Linked DNA regions of Macaca mulatta: region 1 is linked to region 2. Evidence: chromatin contacts called from public Hi-C data. All regions are on one chromosome and are shown on one strand. The core of a region is the stretch at or near the end of the contact, and the rest is flanking DNA. Distances in the headings are between cores, read along the strand shown. Region 1 holds the start of KLHDC1 (kelch domain containing 1). Region 2 holds the start of DNAAF2 (dynein axonemal assembly factor 2).

Evidence for each region. Hi-C and Micro-C count contacts between places; a contact is called where the count stands out from the background.
Region 1: a Hi-C map of liver shows a contact between it and region 2, with 4 times the contacts expected there. The contact joins the promoter of KLHDC1 here to the promoter of DNAAF2 in region 2. A contact is called at or near these places in 4 of 14 Hi-C or Micro-C datasets (CD4 T cells, cortical neurons, fetal cortex germinal zone and 1 more).

Annotation. Positions count from the first base shown.
Region 1 is chr7:122,919,771-122,922,792 of T2T-MMU8v2.0, forward strand. KLHDC1 (kelch domain containing 1) reads left to right here and starts at 1,265. Exons shown (of 13, transcript XM_015143652.3): 1 at 1,265-1,435. The coding sequence starts at 1,331. POLE2 (DNA polymerase epsilon 2, accessory subunit) reads right to left here and starts at 1,541. Exons shown (of 19, transcript XM_028851535.2): 1 at 1,353-1,541.
Region 2 is chr7:122,851,859-122,854,757 of T2T-MMU8v2.0, forward strand. It overlaps DNAAF2 (dynein axonemal assembly factor 2), which reads right to left and starts at 1,575. Exons shown (of 2, transcript XM_002805231.4): 1 at 1-1,575. The coding sequence starts at 1,575.

The DNA.
Region 1 (3,022 bases), core at 15-2,514, 68 kb after region 2:
TCTTGAATTTTTCTTTTTTCTTTTTTTGAGAAGGAATCTTGCTCTGTCGCCCAGACTGGAGTGCAGTGGCGCGATCTCGGCTCACTGCAACCTCCACGTCCTGGATTCAAGCGATTCTCCTGCCTTTGCCTCCCAAGTAGCTGGGATTACAGGCATGCGCCACCATGCTAATTTATGCATTTTTAGTAGAGACGGGATTGCCCAGGTTGGCCAGGCTGGTCTCAAACTCCTGAGCTCAAGTGATCCGCCCACCCCATCCTCCCAAAGGGGTGAGATTACAGGCGTGAGCCACTGCGCACGGCACACAACTCCTATTGAGGGAAATCCAGTTACATCTTGTAAAGTTAAATAGGATTCCACATCTAGAACTCCACTCCAAAGATAGGCTTCTACAAATACAAAATAACATATGCATAACGTTATTCATCGCAGCATTATTTATGATAGCCAAAAAACCTGGAAATAACCGATATGTCCATCAATAACCTGTTTGAATAAGCTATGACACCTCCAATCAGTGGAGTGCTATGAAGCTAAAAAAAGGACTGAGGAGACCGCTGTACCCTGATATGGATCGTCAAGTGAAAAGAGCAAGTTAAGGAACACTGTATATACTTCCTTTTGTGTAAGAAAAGGAGCAGATACTCTGTTTATTTGTGTCATCAAAAATAAACAATAGAAAGTATCATTAAGTTGCACCACACTTAAGTGCCTTCTAATGTGATGCAATATGAAGTATTTTCAAAAAAAAAAAAATCTGAACTAGAATCTAATAAAGCTTTTAGATACAGCTTCCAGCCTAAAAGAAATATGGGGAAAGCTTGCACAAGTTAATGAGAAAGGACATTGAGGAACCAAACCCAGAAGGCTGTAGGAAAATAAGAAAACTAATCCATATAACAAACCAATGGCACAAGAGAGAAGGGAGAGAAGCTATTCTAGAGTAAAAAAGACATAAAGCGTTAACAACGAATTACAATGCTGGACAAACCAACTGTAGAAACGACATTTTGAGATAATCAAGGAATTTGACTACAGACTGACTACTAAATGAGGCTGTACTGCCAAAACACAATTCCAAGAGAGAAGGAATCTGCGCGTGGGAACCCCAGGCCCCTTCCCCACTGCCAGGAGCCAGACGTCCCTCCGCAGCCGCGCCGCCCCTCGCTCTACTCCCCGAGCGAAAGCCGCGGGACGTAGCAGACGCACTGACTCCGCCTTCCACCAATCTCGACCCTCGCCGCGTTCCGTTCGTGCGTGGAGCAGTCGGGACTGGAGGCTAGGCCGCCGGGCGGGCAGGGGCTGTGGCGCGGCAAGCGGCGGGCCAGCGATGGCGCGAATGGCGGACTCACAGCTGTTCTGCGTGGCGGAGGAACGCAGCGGCCACTGCGCCGTGGTGGACGGAAACTTCCTCTACGTGTGGGGGGGCTACGTGGTAAGGGGAAGAGGCGGGACGGGGCGAACTCGCGCCGGGAGACGCTCGGCCTGAGCGGACGCAGCGCCCGCCACACCCGCTCCCGAGGCCGCGGCCCAGGCCTGGCGCGCCCGGCGCCTGCCGCCCCCCCCAGCCCCTCCGCTGGCCGCCGCCCCCACAGCCGCGCCAGGGCTTGACGTCGTCCCGCCGTTACTACTTCTGTTAAAGCCTCAGACCCGGCTCCGGGCGTCTTTCCATTCTCCGCCCCCCACCCCCAGCAGTTCAGTAACCCGGGTCTGCCCAATGCAAAGGCAGTTACAGCGCGATTAAGTATTATCCTTACATACTGGCGCAGACTTAGAAGGACCCGAGGACGCCGCGCGGTATCATTTTGTATATATTTCCTTATTCCCACGGCGCGATTCGAAATAAAATATTGAAATCACTGAAGCATTTAAATTTTTTTTTTTGTTTTTTTTTTTGTTTTTGTTTTTGAGATGGAGTTTCGCTCTTGTTGCCCAGGGCTGGAGTGCAATGGCACGATCTCAGCTCACCGTAACCTCCGCCACCCCAGGTTCAAGCGATTCTCCTGCCTCAGCCTCTCTAGTAGCTGGGATTACCGGCATGTGCCATCATGCCCGGTTAGTTTTGTATTTTTAGTTGAGACAGGGTTTCCCATGTTGGTCAGGCTGGTCTCGAGCGACCTCAGGTGATCCGCCCTCCTTGGCTTCCCAGAGTACTGGGATTACAAGCCTGAGCCACCGTGCCTGGCCTATATATTTAAATATTTCTAAGCTATTTTTAGTGGTGTTTCTTTACTAATGGCTACGAATATTTTTCTAGTCTCAGAATAGACCCATGTTAGCAATAATATGCTAAGGAATATTATGCTTTAAAATTCTTGTTACAATGGAGGTTTGAACGTATGTGTGTGTTGTGTGTCCATAATCACAGAATTATAGAAGCAAGAATGGTAAAGCTGGAAAACAGGAATACTATATGCCAACCCTCTTAGTTTACAGATTTTTTTTCTTAAGCCATCTGGAAGTTCTACTGATAGTAGAACCTACATCTTCTGTCTCGCTACCATTATATGACAGACCTGTGACATGACTGAATCACATTGAAATGACCAACAGACAGGCATACGTCGAAAGTATGGTGGGTTCTGTTCCAGACCACTGCAATAAAGCGCGGTCATACGAATTTTTTTATATCTTAGTGTATATAAAAGTCATGTTTACACTGTAGTGTGTTAAGTATGCAATAGTATTATGTGTAAAAAAAAAATGTACCTGGCCGGGCGTGGTGGCTCACACCCGTAAGCCCAGCACTTCGGGAGGCTGAGACGGGTGGATTACCTGAAGTCAGGAGTCCGAGAACAGCCTGGCCAACATGGTGAAACCCCGTCTCTACTAAAAATACAAAAATTAGCCGGACATGGTGGCGGATGCCTGTAATCCCGGCTAGTCGGGAGGCTGAGCCAAGATCGTGTCATTGCACTCCAGCCTGGGCGACAGAGGGAGACTCCGTCTCAGAAAAAAAAACAAAAACAAAAACAAAAAAACTGTACATACCTAATTTCAAAATTATTGCTAAAAAATGCTA
Region 2 (2,899 bases), core at 325-2,824:
GCTCTTGGTCCCGGGACCACCCATGGCGCGGGCTGAGGGCTCGCAGCGCTTGCCCTCCGACTCCGCGCGCGTCTCCACACCGGTATCTCCGCGCGCACTCTCTCTTCCCGCATAAGACTCCCAGGCAAGGCCCCGGCAGGACGTACAAAGGGAGCCTCCGCCACCAGGTGAGTTCTCTCCTCCGGAAGATGGTTCCTCCACGCTGCCCGGCGGCGACCCCGCGTGCGTGCTCAAGTCCTGCTCCCCCGGCTTGGGGACACGTTCCTCTCCAGCGCCGGCCGGCGGGGACGCCACCTTGGGGTAGCCCACGGTGGTGACCCCAGAGCTCGCAGCCCCAGCCACGCAGGTATCGCGGCCTCCGTCCTCGGCGGGACTCCCCACGGGTCCCGCCTCCCCCTCGTGAACGGAAGTGCAGGCCTGGCCATCAGTTCCGGACGGGTCCAAGGACTCTTCCGGCGTGGCGGCGGCGACTGCGCCGGCGACGGCGGGATCCCGGCGCGCGGCCGGTAGTACCACTGGCAGCGTAACCACCAGCTGCCGCCGGGCCTTGTTGAATTGTGCCTTGCCGCGGCCGTCGTCCACTGGGTACGGGAGCGATAGTCGCAGCCGGTAGTCGGGTTTCCTTGAGTCGAGGCACAGCAGCTTTCCCGTCACCTCCAGCGCCGCCTGCGCGGCCGAGCGCAACAGCGGCAGTTCTATGGTGACCACCAGCTCATGGGGTACGGGGCTCGGGGCTGAGTCCCGGGAGCAGCGGTAATCCTGGAGGTCCACGTGGTGGCGCTGCACCACGCTGTAGCGGGGCTCAGTGGGGGCGGGCTGCAAGGCCGCTTCCGGAGGGGAGGGCACCCGGGGCCCGTGGGTTGCAGAGTTCCCGGAGGTTGCCGGGTACTGGTAGGGGTAGGGGAAGTCCGGGAGAGGACCCTTCGGCTCCTCCTCAGGCCTGGCCAGGATGACCCCGGGCAGGGGTGTGCGCAGCACCGCAGCCTCGGGGGTCCCCTTATACTTGGCTTTCAGGGTCTTGGCATTCCTGCGGTCCAGCTTCACGCCGAACTGCTTCTCGACTGCCTCCAGGGCCGTAGCGTCCAGCATCTGGCGGAAGCCCTCGTGCCGCCGGGCCAGCGCTAGCGCGTCTGGATGGAAGACCACGTCGTAGACCATGTATCGGCTGCTGTTGCGCCCCGCGTACTCACGGCCTGGCGCCAAGCTGTAGGGCAGGGACCAGTGACTGCCAGGAGCTGCTCCCCGGTCGTCATCGGAGCCGGGCCGGCTGCTGGGCGCGCCCACCAGCGCATTGCTGCAGACGTTCACGAAGCAGCGCCGTGTCTCGTCCAGGCTGGTGCGCAGCACGTGCCCCGGCTCCGGGTGCACGAACCGCACCTCCACCCCGCGCTCACGCTCTAGCGCGGTGATCTCCGCCTCGTAGCGCCGCCGGTTCTCCGGGTTGGTGAGCTCCTCGGCGTACTGGGAGAACATTCGCCGGAACTCCGGGTCCTGGAAGGCGGAGGTGAGCCGCTGGACCTCCTCTCCACTCAGGTCTAAGTCCTCCAGCGACGAGGAGGCCTCCGCTTTGGCCATACTGCCCTGTGGCTTCTCGCCCTCTGGCCAAGGGGGATCAATCTGAGACTGGCTTGGGGGATCCGCCTCAGAGTCTCTTGGCAGCCGAGAGTGACGCGGTGGAGATCAGTAACGGCTGGAAAATTGAGCCTTGAGCAGCGCGTGCTTGTTGCCATAGTGACACCACTAACATTCGGGAGGAGGGGTAGAAATCTTGGTGGAATAGGCTGGGCGCGTGGTTCAGGCCTGTAATCCCAGCACTTTGGGAGGCCGAGGTGGGCGGATCACGAAGTCAGGAGATTGAGACCATCCTGGCTAAAACGGTGAAACCCCGTCTCTACTAAAAATACAAAAAAATTAGCCGGGCTAGGGGGCGCCTGTAGTCCCAGCTACGTGGGAGACTGAGGCAGGAGAATAGCGTGAACCCGGGAGGCGGAGCTCTTGCAGTGAGCCGAGATCGCGCCACTGCACTCCAGCCTGGGCAACAGAGCGAGACTCCGTCTCAAAAAAAAAAAAAAAAAAAGGAAATAATGGTGGAATAGTGGAAATGCCAGAAATAGCCCTCTTAGATTCTTCAAACTAACTCACCGCTGTACTTTCTCTGTTTTATAGATTCCTGTGCCATAGTGCAGTTACTTACTTCTGCAGAATAACTATCGTAGTAACTGTCATAATTTCCAGCATTACGTGCATTATCCCATTCATTGCTCACACCACTAAAAGATAAAAACCTCATCCCCCTTTCACAAACAAGATGGGACCTGAGAAGTTGAACCAAGGTCACATAGCCAGTGTATTCAACAGGCGAATCCAAACCTAAGTTTATCTGCGTTTTTCACTTTGCTAAACCAACATTTCAATCTTTTTTGTTGTTGTTGAGATAGTCTCACTCTGTCTCCCAGGCTGGCATGCGGTGGCGAGATCTTGGCTCACTGCAGCTTTAGCTTCCCGGGTTCAAGCAATTCTCCTGCCTCAGCCTCCCAAGTAGCTGGGATTACAGGTGCCTGCAACCACGCCGGGCTAATTTTTGTATTTTTAGTAGAGATGGGGTTTTACCATGTTGGCCAGGCTGGTCTTGAACTCTTGACCTCAGGTGATCCACCCTCCTCGGCCTCCCAAAATGCTGGGATTACAGACGTGAGCGATGGCGCCCGGCCAACCTTTCAATCTCAGTGTTCCTCCTTTGCATTTTCTGGCGATTCCACTATAATATTTACCCAGTAAAAACTCATTTAGGGCAAGACATATGGGCAGGGTGTTCATAAACAATTGCCAGTGGCCCGTGAACATATAAGACTACATTAATAATAAAAATGCAAATATACCACATTTAAACTACCAAAAT